Regions from separate parts of the Anser cygnoides genome. Here region 1 is linked to region 2. Evidence: chromatin contacts called from public Hi-C data. All regions are on one chromosome and are shown on one strand. The core of a region is the stretch at or near the end of the contact, and the rest is flanking DNA. Distances in the headings are between cores, read along the strand shown.

What was found. Hi-C and Micro-C count contacts between places; a contact is called where the count stands out from the background.
Region 1: a contact with region 2 is called in a Hi-C map of liver, with 2.7 times the contacts expected there. The contact joins the enhancer-like site here to the promoter of SOX4 in region 2. A contact is called at or near these places in 2 of 7 Hi-C or Micro-C datasets (granulosa cells and liver).

The regions. Positions count from the first base shown.
Region 1 is chr2:52,080,529-52,086,520 of Taihu_goose_T2T_genome, reverse strand. All of the region lies in intron 9 of CDKAL1 (CDK5 regulatory subunit associated protein 1 like 1), which reads left to right. Among named protein-coding and RNA genes, the nearest start is that of CDKAL1, 230 kb to the left of the region's middle. Within about 2 kb of position 3,625, at least 2 of the 3 cell types and tissues checked have open chromatin away from gene starts, as enhancers often do. A contact at or near this core is called in liver, where this site is marked.
Region 2 is chr2:51,739,908-51,746,331 of Taihu_goose_T2T_genome, reverse strand. SOX4 (SRY-box transcription factor 4) reads left to right here and starts at 3,190. Exons shown (of 1, transcript XM_066992063.1): 1 at 3,190-6,060. The coding sequence starts at 4,023. The coding sequence ends at 5,366.

The sequences.
Region 1 (5,992 bases), core at 2,376-4,875, 340 kb before region 2:
GTTTTAAAGATACATTTATGTGTAAGTCAGCAGCTTTGTCTTGATACGCATGTCTGTATATTGCAGAGTTTTTAAAGCTTTTAGGCAAACTGACACAAAATGGCACATTAAAACAGGATTTCAAACACACTGCAAGATGTTTTCTTTAGTTTTGGGGTTTTTTATTATTATTATTTATTTTTATTTTTAAAGAGATGGTTTGTTCCAAGAAAGGAGAGAATTACTTCCTAGCTTCACTTTGCATGCTATGCACTTTGGTCACCTACCCAAGATGTACAGGAATTAAGAGTTAGAAGTCTGGTCTCTGTTGACTATACAGGGATATAACCTCGTTGTTTGGATACCTAAATGAGATACTTAAAATCAATACATCTGTTTTCCCCAAAGTAGTTGGAAAATTCTCTAGCATAGTTTATAGATTAAAGTATATAATGCTCCCTTTGTAGCATCCTGCCAAATTGCAAATAACACCTGAGCTGATGTTTTCTTATCTGGAAACTGGAAGAATTTTATTTCATAGACTGGGTGAAGTTGGAAGGGACCTCTCGAGGTCACCTTGTCCAACCCTGCTGCTCAAGCAGGGCAAGATTTGTGAAGGTCTTTCTGTGAAGGGGTTTTTTTATTGTTTGTTGGTCTAATCTAACAGGTGTCCTGTTTTTTTTTGTTTGTTTGTTTGTTTTTTACCTTCAGTTCAGACTGCAGAGCATGCCAAATTTTTCAGTCATTAAGAGGCACCTGGTAGGATACAGCCACCCAACCCTGGCCAACTTATTTCTAGAAGTGTATAAATTACAGTTAATTTAATATTATTAAGAGGGAGGAGGGATTATGTTTCTCTGTATTGCATTATGATAGTGTTAAGCAAAGAGTATACATTACTAATATGTGAAATGCATAAATGTAAACCAAATGTAATGAATAACTGAATATAATATTCAGGTTTAATTGGAAAATGACTTCTGGATTTCTTTTCAAATATTATGTCTTGTGCTCTTTTGCATTTTGTAGTTCCTATATCAAATATTGCTGGACAATTTTACCATCTTCTCCTGTTCTCACTGCAGTCATGGATAAATTTTGGTTTATTATTTAAAGTGCTCTGTGTCAAATGTAATTTGGTTTTAGTTTGATTAGAATGCGTCCTATCAGCTGATTTTGGTTACTTAGTCATTAACAATGGTTAATGTAATTGTTATTGCCGTGCTGCATCTAATATATTACACGAATGCTGAGTCTTATATGCGATATTAAAATAGTTGGGTTGCTAATTTTGCATTATTACTGATTACCCTGCTTTGGACTAAGGTGTCTTCTTGAACTAGGTAGTTGTCATATTTCTAACACCACATTATAAAAGCTCTCTTTCCTTGTGTTCAGTGTTTTTGTATAGGGTTTGATTAATAGGATTCTTATAACAGCAGAAGTCTTTCTGGGTGCTTTTGAGAGGCTTTTCTTTTTCATTTTTTCCACAGTGATCTTATTCTTTCATATTCTTTTGTCTTCTTTGTTTTTGTAGGTGTATTTTTTCCCCCCGTGTATCAATAATGTAATGATACTCTTGCGTATTTTGGGTCAGAAGACTAACCAAAATGATTTATAACGGTTTATAAGTAACATACCTTCCAAGTTGACCAAATGCACTTCAGGCTGGGCTAGGGTTAAGGGTCTCTGCCTTTACCACTTTGCCTGACTGCCTTTCAGACATGTACTGCTGTACTGCATGAACTGCGGATGTAAACAATTACTGCTCCCCGTCGTAAAACTTATACATGGTTCAGAGGGTGGAAGGGATTTTTATGAGCTTCATTTTTTACTGGTTGTGTGTCTTTTTTTTTTTTTTTAACTTTAAAGCCAATAGGTATGTGTGTATATATATATATATATATATCCTGTTCTTTTAAAGCTCAGCAGATAGAAGTGTGTGATACTGGATCAAAGGATCTTGGGTTCTGTTTCTTAATTTGGAGAAGCTTGCTACATGGTTCTGCTGTAGAAAACCAGAGGGGTTTGTTCGGTGACCTGTACAAGATATAAGTGCGTGTACTTTCAGGAAAAAAAAGTAAAAAAGAAAGTCTATCCAGCATTTAGATCCATGTGTGAAATCAGTTTAGTTCATTAAGTAATGTAGATGAAAACATCATCCAGTGGAGCTACATAGAAGTGGCCATAATGTCACTATCATTTTTTAATTTTTTGCTTCCTAGACCTGTGTATTTGCCTTAGACAGTTCTGCACCGTGTTGTGTTTAGGCCTGGTCATTCACTTCCCTGTTTTCTTTCTTCCTCCTAGCTCCTTCCTTCCTGTCCATTTGTTTTACCTGTAAAAGGACAAAGACTGAGAGCTGTGTGCATCAAGGGCTCTATCATGGCTCTCCAGAAAATGTTTGAAAGTATTATTGGCTCTAAAGTAGTACTACCAGTAATACTTGATGTAAAAATAAATGTTTGGGCAGACGGTGCAGTAAGAGGCCACCAAAGCAAGCAGAATGCCATCGTGATGGCGATGATGAAATGGCTGGCTCGGAATGAGGAACGGCAGGATCTCCAGGCCTCTGAGTGTTGCACTGTTTTTTTTCCTAGAGGACTTGTTCACAAAGTTGTGCTCCCTGCGCTCCTTGGGCACGGTAAGGCCCAAAGCCTTATGTTCTTTTTAAAACAGTCATAGGAGGTGCGCGAACGCCAACCAGCGCTTGGCTTTTTCTGCTTTTCCTCCCAAAAGGGAGCAAAGGTGAGCGTGTGTCGGCGGCGGCAGGGCCAGTAGTGTGACCCCTGGCTGTGAGGGCCAGGGGCAGAAGCCGCAGGTGCAGGCGACTCGTGCCCCATCCCAAAGGCAGCGGCAGGAGCCGGCAAAGCCTGCCGAGCACCAGCTGCTTCCCCGGCCGCCCCGGAGGAGCCCAGGGCAGTGGGTGCTCCCCACGGGGCCCCTCTGCTCCCTGGGGCCTGCCGCCGAGCATCTGCCGCCGAGCATCTGCCGCCGAGCCGGGTGCTGCCCGGGCAGGGGTGGAGGCGGCAGGTGCGGGGCTGCACGAGCCTTTTGTCCTGCACCTGCTGCACCGCAGGTAAGTATAAACAGCTGTCGGACGTAAACTGGGATTATCCGGTAGGTGGGCCTCCTGGACTGGGCCCAAATATGTGCTCTTTTTTTTTTTTTCTCGTTTTCTTTTTTGTTTCTCTTCTCCTTCTGCAGCTTGGCTCTAATCACTGTTTTGAGCCACAGTTCACAGTGCGAGCAGGCAGCAGGGGGAAGGGTGCTGGCGGCGCCGACTCAGACTGGAAACGTTCACGCTAATGCATGCAACGCTACTTGGACCCAGAGCCCTCGCATTTCGAAGGGTTGCTAGGCACTGTGCCTGTGCTAAGGTAGCTGGAAGTTGCACCACATTTAAGTTTTGAGATAAGCAGACAGCCCGTTGTTTAACTTAGAAAACATTAACTTCTTTGTGTAGCGTGCGGCAGTGTAGCAATAAGTTGAAGGGTAAAGAGAATAGAATAGAAAGTAATAGTGCTTTATTGTTTTAATAAAGGACGGTGATCACCGTGTTATCGATACTGGATTATGGAAAGAGACTTCCTTGCTGTTACCTCCCTTTATGAAACAGAAGTACATTAATGATAAACATTTACAGTGGAAAATTTAAGATACAAATATATTGCTGCAGTATGTGTACTAAGCGTAGGAAATACCACTGTAGGTCAGTACCATGGCATAGTAAATGTTTACTTTTAAAGGGCACCCTCCTTCTACAACTTTTTTTTTGAAGGCATAGTTGTGTACAAAGTGTTTATATATAAATGGTACTGTTTAGGGAAGAGTCAAGAGAAGAGAGCAGATAAACCACAGGAGAACTCATTGTGTGTGCTTCAGCCTTCTAATTTTCATTATCGTTGTGACTCTGTATTTTTTGCACATAATTAATGTGGTAAAAGAGCTATAACTGTAATTAACAAGAATAAATGAAAGTGAAAATAAACTTTCTCTTTCTTGAGCTTCCTTGAACTTCTGCGAGCACTGTAAACGGATAATTTTAAAGCATTTAAAGTGAGCAGCTTGGATTACTAAACCTGCATGGTGTCTTTGTTTGGATCTTCTTCAGGACGCAAATAAAATCTGAGGGAGGTTGTAAGCCTGGGTAGAGTAAGTGCTAGTGGCAGATGCAAGTGAGAACCTAGACAGATCAGAACAGTCATCTGGAAAATCAAACTGCTGTCCTGACTTTTGAAACAGAAGTTCTTGAAATGGAGTATGGATTTAGCAAGATGTTGCCATTGCTGAAGTGTGGTTGGAACTTGCTGAAAATTGGATTAGGTCTCACAACATCCCTTTAATAGCCTAACACATTGGAAAAGAGTGTGGTAGTTGCTCTCAAAGTTGATAGTCTTGTCTGTAAGCCTATTGGAAATAGAGCTGAACAATCAGTGTATAGTAAAAATGGTTTAGGATGTTTGGGAGATTCAAATAGATGAAAGAAGCAGCTGCTCTTCAATTGATTTTTACTCTAGGAAACAGCCGTGATGGAGAGAGTGTCAGAGTCCCCAGAGAATTCTTGAAAGAAGAAAAGAAAAAGGGAAGAATAAGGAAGTTAACTTTCCATTTTTCCATTTGGGGTTATTTAGTCTAAGTGAAAAAGGAAGGAGGAACTGATTAAGGTTAAAATTTATTTTTATGGGCGTAAAGGCAACTGTGTATAGTACATGCCCAGATAGTATGTATTGTCTGAGGGAAAAAAAAAAAAGTTTGTTTTTTTTTTTTAATGTAAAGAAGCTGTATATACAGGCACACAAAATGTTTTGTTTACAGAGTAAAATATTAAGCAGATTTTAATAATTGCTTCTTATGCAATTCATTAAGCAGATTAAAAAAAAAAACACAAAAACAACAAACACAACAACAGAACAAAAAAAACCCACAAAGATCCAATATTGATGAGAGGTGTTGGCAGTTGGAGACTGTAATCTCTCCTTCAGCATGGATTCAGATGCTGTGACACAGGGCAGACTTCTGGTCTGGTCGTACCTTTCTTTCCTGTACTGCAAAGGCCACCTTGGAATAGAGAGGGGATAGCTCAGTCTCCTGACCTGTTCAGTTCTTGGTGCACCTGCTGGAACTGCTGACCCAGTATTAGTTCCTTAGTTTTTAATTGACAGATTTTAAATGCTTTTAACACTAACTGGGGATTTGGTCATAGCTTTGCAGTTAGTGCCTTACTGAGAAGTCCTTGAATTCTGGTACTCAGTAGAAGATGAAACTCTATTAAAGGTAGTGGTCATGCATAGTGCTCTCTTATAAAACCTTCAGTCCTGCCGATGTGTAAAAGAAAAACACACTGATATGTTTAGCTGGTGAGAAAATTAAGCCACTTAATTTACAATTTTGTTTCAGATTTTCTGCTTGAGATGGATGTTTTATTGAGCACCTTTTGAGTGATACTGTTTTTGCTGAGTTTCCATTTTCAGTGAAAGACCTCATTTTCCTTAGAGTTGTTTAAAAAGGAGTGCACTTTGGCTCTGTCTAGGTTTGTTGCTTTCTCAAGATGAAACGTGTTCTGTAATGCTGGATATTTCACATACTCAGACTATGTTCACAAGAAACCATTGTTTGGCAATATAAGGTCTATATTGCCAATTTAAGGTCTGTAACCGTCTAAAATGAAGCTAATCACATTTTATTGCATTTTACATATACAATAGCCTGAAGGATTAAAATAAATTTTAGGCACCTCCCTGTGCCAAGTGAAGAGTCGAGGTTTATTCTGACCAGGAGAGTAATTTCTTCATCATTGTTTGTGATCTGTTGTGTCCTGTTGCTTTAAAAAACAGTACATTGAAATGCTGTGAAAATGTAATATATTCAAGCACTTGCAGGTGCAATAAATACATGTGATGCCAAAACCAAGTAACTTGTATATTTGAGAGGAAGACAGTGTCTTTCAAATACAGTAGTAAGACTGATTATGGTGCCATGTGCTTACTTGAATTGTTTCTTTTCAAGCATC
Region 2 (6,424 bases), core at 1,941-4,440:
ACCAAAGTGGATAAAGGATAAAAGGTATTATCATATTTTCTTATTAAAAATCTCTGGAGAGGTGTTTCTACCTTCCCAAACCAAACATTTCCATATAAGTGATTAATATCTGAATTAATATAAATATGTATACGCAAATGGCTCCTTACCTACTTATTGTATTAAATGAGCTAGAAACATCTCAGCGTTCTCATAACAGGAGCACTGCACATCTATGCGTGTTCAAGTACAATGTAAGGGAATGGACGTTTTTGAAGGAAATGGTACCGTACATTTTTAGGCAACAGATTTTCACTCCTGAGTAAATAATATCACCTGTACAACGCTTCCAAGCAATAAAATTCTTCTTAACAAAGAAATCAGAGAGTTCAAAGTGTTTATGAATCACTTTGAGCAAAGGCACCCCATGAGCTGGGGTGATGCAACTGTACAATGGGGTTTGCTTCTCGCAAACAGGATGAAGTAGGAGGGCCCAGCTAATGTCTCAGTGTATGTGTGATCCTTGGGCACACTCTCCTTTGATCATGAATATAGGCTATCACCATGTTATATTAAAAGCCATTTTTTTTGTTTTGTTTTATTTATTTTTTCCTCTTTATTGCTAGTATCTCATCAACTTTGTTACCCCTATATCAAACGAGGCAACAGAATGATGGTGGGAAAGGTGTTTTTAACAGTGTCCCTTTGGTTTGGCCTTGTCATTTGCAATTCAAGCAGGCCAAATTCACTGCCGCGCACCTCCTTAAAATGCAGCGTAGAATGGCAAGGCAAAATATATGTTACGGAGACGGATTTCAGCAGCAGACAGAAATACTCTCGGGTGTTTTGTTTTTTTTTTTTTTAAAGGGATATAAGACGCTGTCTTTCTTCCCCGTGCTGACGGCTGTCAGGGGCTGTCAGGAAGCAAGATGTCCCGGGAATCGCTGTAATGAGCCAGGATGTTTCCTCCCGGGTCGCCGAGCGGCCCCACGCGGGCTCGCACCCCACGGGCACCTCCGCGCCCTTTCCGCCCTCCTCTTGGTTTAATTAAGCGGCTAATGAGAGCCGGGGGGGGGGGGGGGGGGGGGGAGGGGGCCGTGTCCCCCTCCTCCTCCTCCTCCTCCTCCCCAGGACCCTCCGCCCCGCTCCACGCCCTGAGGGGCTGGATGGAGGCAGGCGGCAGGGCCGGGCTGCGGGACGGCCCCCGGGGCTCTTCGGTGCGGCTGGGTCCTGTCACCAAACCCCAGCCGTCCCCCAACAATGTCCCAGCCGTGTCCCAGCCGTGTCCCGGCCACGTCCCTGCCATGTCCCGGCCCTGCCCCGGCCGTGTCCCGGCGGTCCCCGGCCCGGCGAGGCTCAGCGCTGCCACCTCGCGTCCCCGCCGCGCCCCGGGCCGGGGAAGCCCTCAGGAAATGGAGGGACGTTTCTCCTCCTTTCAAGTTGTTAAAAAGCGGCGGAATTTGGCCCGTGATCCTAAAAGCGCGTTTCAGATGGGAGCTGGACGCTCACGGTGTGTCCCCACGCTTAAACCTAGGGAGCTTGCAGGCGCTTTTCGGTTCAGTCAGAGGATTAGGGGTGGAAGCAATTAGCTAAAAGGAGACGGCCAAGAAATCATAACAAAGTGCTTTAACAGAGTTTCACGCCGTATCCTTGCCATTCCTTCATCAAGGAGTTCTAAAGGGTGAGTTTGCTAATGTGGGAAGCTTTCATTTGGGAACCAATACACCTCTGTCCATCCCGCACACACACAGTGCTTGAACCACGCTGACACCACGGTGGCTGCTTCCACCAAAGCCACGCTTAATTTGAAGACGCACTTAATTTACCTGGGGGTCATCTTACTGGGGGCATCGAGACCTTGCACACCATAACACATCTAACGGAAATGTTATCTGCAGTTCTTTGTTTCCACATCTCTGCCCATTGGTTCTTAGTTCTGCTTTAATCTGTCTGGAAGAATATCTTACATGCTGTGTGGTTTAAACAAATTCACCTTTCTACGCCAAATGAGGACTGAAATCCCTCCCTTTCGATGCCCTTGCTGACAGGTGGAGCTGCCAGAAGCTGAGGACTTCTTCCAAGCCCAGTTTGTCAGGCTGCTGCACGTGAGTGTAAATACACACGAGTGTAAATAGCCCCAGCAGTGCCTCCTGACACCCTGAGCCCTGCTGTCCATAGAAGCTGCTGGGCTGCGATGCAACAGTTTGCGTGTCAGCTCTGGGGCTGAGGGGAAGAGCATCGAACAATTTGCCTCTCACAAAGCCCAAAGGTGAGAAACTCACCAGTGTCACCGGGTGTCCTCAGGGAAGCCAGAAGGCAACATTTCACCCAGTGCTTACCAGGAAGTGCTAGGTATCGATTTTGCAAGCAAAGCACTAATTTGGAGGTACCTCAGGAAGCACTCCCAGTAACACAGGTGACCTCCTGGGTGGCGTGTCAGGCACTCACGGCTTCCCTTGGCCCTTGGCAATGCAATGGTGTAAGTCCGATGTGGCACCTTAATATTCAAGGCTTGCTCTCAAACCAGCTGGAAATGCTGCTCAGGGGTGCTATCGTACACTTTGTTGCAGAAACGCTTAATATATAGGTAATATGTATGCGGTATATATGTGGTATATATGTGGTATGTTATGTGGTATGTATGCAACATATGTGTGATATGCATGCAATATGTGAACAGATGTGTGACATGCAATACACATAGCACCTAAAACTTTCAGCCCTCCCGGAGCGTGCTTTCCCTTTGGTTCAAAAACCGGTGCTGCGTGCAGCAAACACCACCAACAAACAAACCGCCGGGATTGCCGTGCCGGGGCCGCTGTCCCGGCGAGCGGCGCGTGCAGCCCGTGGGGAGCAAGGCGGCCTCGCCCCCCCCGTTGCCGTGCATGGGGTGCGGGTGCAGGGTGCACGCCCCCGCAGGGCTGGTGCAAGGCCGCGCGGTGCTGCTGCTGCTGCTGCGGGCAGCGGCGGTCGCGGGGCGCGGGGCGGGCACGTGCAGGCAGGGCGGGGCGGGGCGGGGCGCGCGGCGCCGCCCCGCCGCGATGAGGTCAGCGCCACCGCTTCCCATTGCACGCCGCCCTCCCTGCTGCGCCGCGCCGGCGGCCAATGGGCGGCCGGCGGGCGGCGCTTGGCACGCGGACGCGTTGGATACAGCGCGCCATTGGCCGCGGCGCGGGCCGCGAAAGGATAAAGCGGCGCGGGGCGGGCGCGGGCGCCGCTCTCAGCTGCAGCCGGAGCAGCGCGCGCGGGGCGGGAGGGGCGCGAGCGAGCGAGCGAGTGCGGGGGGCGGCTCCGCGGGGCTCCGCGCGCGCGGACGGGAGCGGAGCAAAGCGGAGCGGAGCAAAAAGAAAAGCGAAGCAAAGCGGAGCAAAAAGCAAAGCGGAGCAAAGCAGCAGCAAGCAGCAGCGGAGGACGGGGCTCGGCGCCCGGCTGGCCGCTCTTCCTGCCGGGACGTACACCTTCGTGCTTTTTTTTTTTTTCCGTGCCTTTTTTTTAAATTATTGTTAATTTTTCTTTTTGATTTTTTCTTTTTTTTTTAATTTTTTTTCTGAGGTTTTCTTTTCCCTCGCCACGGCCACGTTCTGCCTGCACGAGCCGCCCGCCGCCGCCACGGGTGCCGCAGCCGGCGCTCTCGGGGGCTCGCCGCCTCCCCCCTGAAGCGGCCGGGGGCAGGCGGACGGCACCCGGCCACCGGAGCAGCCGCCGCGGGCAGAGGGGGGGGGGGCGAGCTTCGAGGTGGTGAGGAAAAAAGAAAAAAAAAAATCAGACCGACACCCCCACGCCCCCTCCAAAAAAAAAAAAAAAGCCAAAAACAGACCAAAAGCCAAAAAAAAAACTAAAAACACTCCAAGAGAAATAAAGAGCCTCCCCGAGGGGCTGCCGTCGCCGCCCGGAGGGGGAGAGCCGGTGTGGACGTGCGAGCGCTGCCGGCAGCGGGGCCGCGGCCGCGGGGGGCTGCTCCGGGCCGGGGCCGCCGTGAGAAGCTGCGCGCCCTGCCCCGCGCCGCGGCGGCGCCCAGCCCCGGTCGGCCCCCCGGCGCCGCCATGGTGCAGCAGAGCGGCACGGCGGAGAACACGGAGGCGCTGCTGGCCGCCGAGACGTCCGAGTCCGGGGCCGGTCTGGAGCTGGGCATCGCCTCGTCGCCGACGCCGGGCTCCACCGCCTCGACGGGCGGCAAGGCGGACGACCCGAGCTGGTGCAAGACGCCCAGCGGGCACATCAAGCGGCCGATGAACGCCTTCATGGTGTGGTCGCAGATCGAGCGGCGGAAGATCATGGAGCAGTCGCCCGACATGCACAACGCCGAGATCTCCAAGCGCCTGGGCAAGCGCTGGAAGCTGCTCAAGGACAGCGACAAGATCCCCTTCATCCGGGAGGCGGAGCGGCTGCGCCTCAAGCACATGGCGGACTACCCCGACTACAAGTACCGGCCCAGGAAGAAGGTGAAGTCGGGCAACAGCGCGGCCAAGCCCGGCGACAAGGCGGACAAGGCCGGGGGGGGCGGCGGGACGGGCGGCGGCACCGGCGGCGGGGGCCCCGTCGGGCCGGCGGCCGCGGCCAAGCCCGCCCCGAAGAAGGGCGGCGGCGGCCCCAAGCCCCCCCCGTCGGGCGGCCGGCCCCACGGCAAGGCGGCGGCGGGAGCCTCCAAGGCCGCCCCGTTCCCCGGGGAGCCGCCGGCCGCGCTGCTGCCGCCCGAGCACCAGGCGCTGTGCCGGCCCCCCCGCGGGGCGGCGGGCGCGCCGCCGTCGGGCCCCGGCAGGGCGGCGGCGGCCGACAAGAAGCTGAAGCGGGTCTACATCTTCGGCGGGGGGCAGGCGGCCAACGCCGCCGCCGCCTCCTCCTCCTCCTCCTCGGGCTCCCCCGGCGGCGCCGTGCCCGGCAGCCCCACGCTGGGCGGCTCGGCGGAGCCCGGCGACCCGCTGAGCCTCTACGAGGAGGGGGGCGGCGGGGCGGGCCGGCCCGACGGCGACTGCGGCGCCCCCTGCCCCTCGCCTCCGGGGTCGGGGTCGGGGTCGGGCTCGCCCGCCGACCACCGCAGCTACACCAGCCTGCGGGCCTCGTCGCCGGCCCCCTCGACGGCGCGGTCCTCCTCCGCGTCCTCCCACTCGTCCTCCTCCTCGTCCTCGTCATCCTCCTCCTCCGGCTCCTCTTCGTCGGACGACGAGTTCGAGGACGACCTCTTGGACCTCAACCCGAGCCCCGGCTTCGAGAGCATGTCCCTGGGCAGCTTCGGCTCCTCCGTGCTCGACCGGGACCTGGATTTTAACTTCGAGCCCGGCTCGGGCTCGCACTTCGAGTTCCCGGACTACTGCACGCCGGAGGTAAGTGAGATGATCTCGGGGGACTGGCTGGAGTCCAGCATCTCCAACCTGGTCTTCACCTACTGAGCTCCGCGGCCGGCCCGAGCTGGAGGAGGCGCAGACGCGGTGCCGGGAGGACTTGCCCTTCCCGTCGGGGCTCTCGGGGGGCTTTTTTGGCTGGGCAGGGGCCGGGGACACTGCTGCTGCTGGGCGCCCACCCCCTGCGAGGGACGAGCCCGGCCCTGCTTCTCCAGAGGCTGGCGGCGGCGAAAAGCTACCTTTTTCCTTTCTTATGTTTTGTCCCGAAAAGAGAGACGAGAGGGGGGGACAGAGGGGGGACTGCAGACACCTCTGGGGCCTTTGTTATCGCCCGCTTGGTGCAAAAGAGGAGGGGAGCGATGCCTTGTGCTGGATGTCTCGAGTATTTCGCCCTTTCCTGCAAAGGAGCGAGAGGAACTGCTTGAAAAAAGAAAAAACACACACAAAACTCCACCCGAGCCCTTGCAAGGTTCACGTTTTGGGGGTGAGAAAACCCGTCCCGCTTTCTTCGGCGGCGAGAGGAGGCGCCGATGATGGGAGGAGGAGAGGGGGACGGAGCTGGACTGAGAGCCTGGCTAAGGAGGAGGAGAAGAGCCAGACTTAAACGTGGGAGCCGGCTTGGGAAGATAATAATAAACTGAAACGGATTTGCACGTACGCGATGAGGTGACGGCAGCGTTTTTCTCAGTCACCTTATGCTATATGTGAAGAGAGGAAAAAAAAAAAGAAAAAAGGCCGAAAACTTTAAGAACACTGAAAACTTCTTCTGAAACAGAGACCGAGTCGGAACAGTTTCTGTAACGTTGTGGTACCGGGGACGTTGAGGGCGATTGCTTTTTGCAAAAAAAAAAAAAAAAGCGAAAATACAAAAAAAAAAAAAAAGGAAAAAAAAAAGTAGTTTTTTCTTCTTACTCAGAATCGTGATGGTGTTGGATTATTTCACTGGTGGGGTTTAATATAGCATGTTATCCTGTCTATCTTTTTAAGATTTCCGTAAGACTGTTGAACAGTTTGAAACAAATAGTGTTAGGATAATATAAAAGCAGATAGATGGCGCTATGTTTGATTCCTACAAAAATATCACCAGCTTTTTTTCATTCTTAACT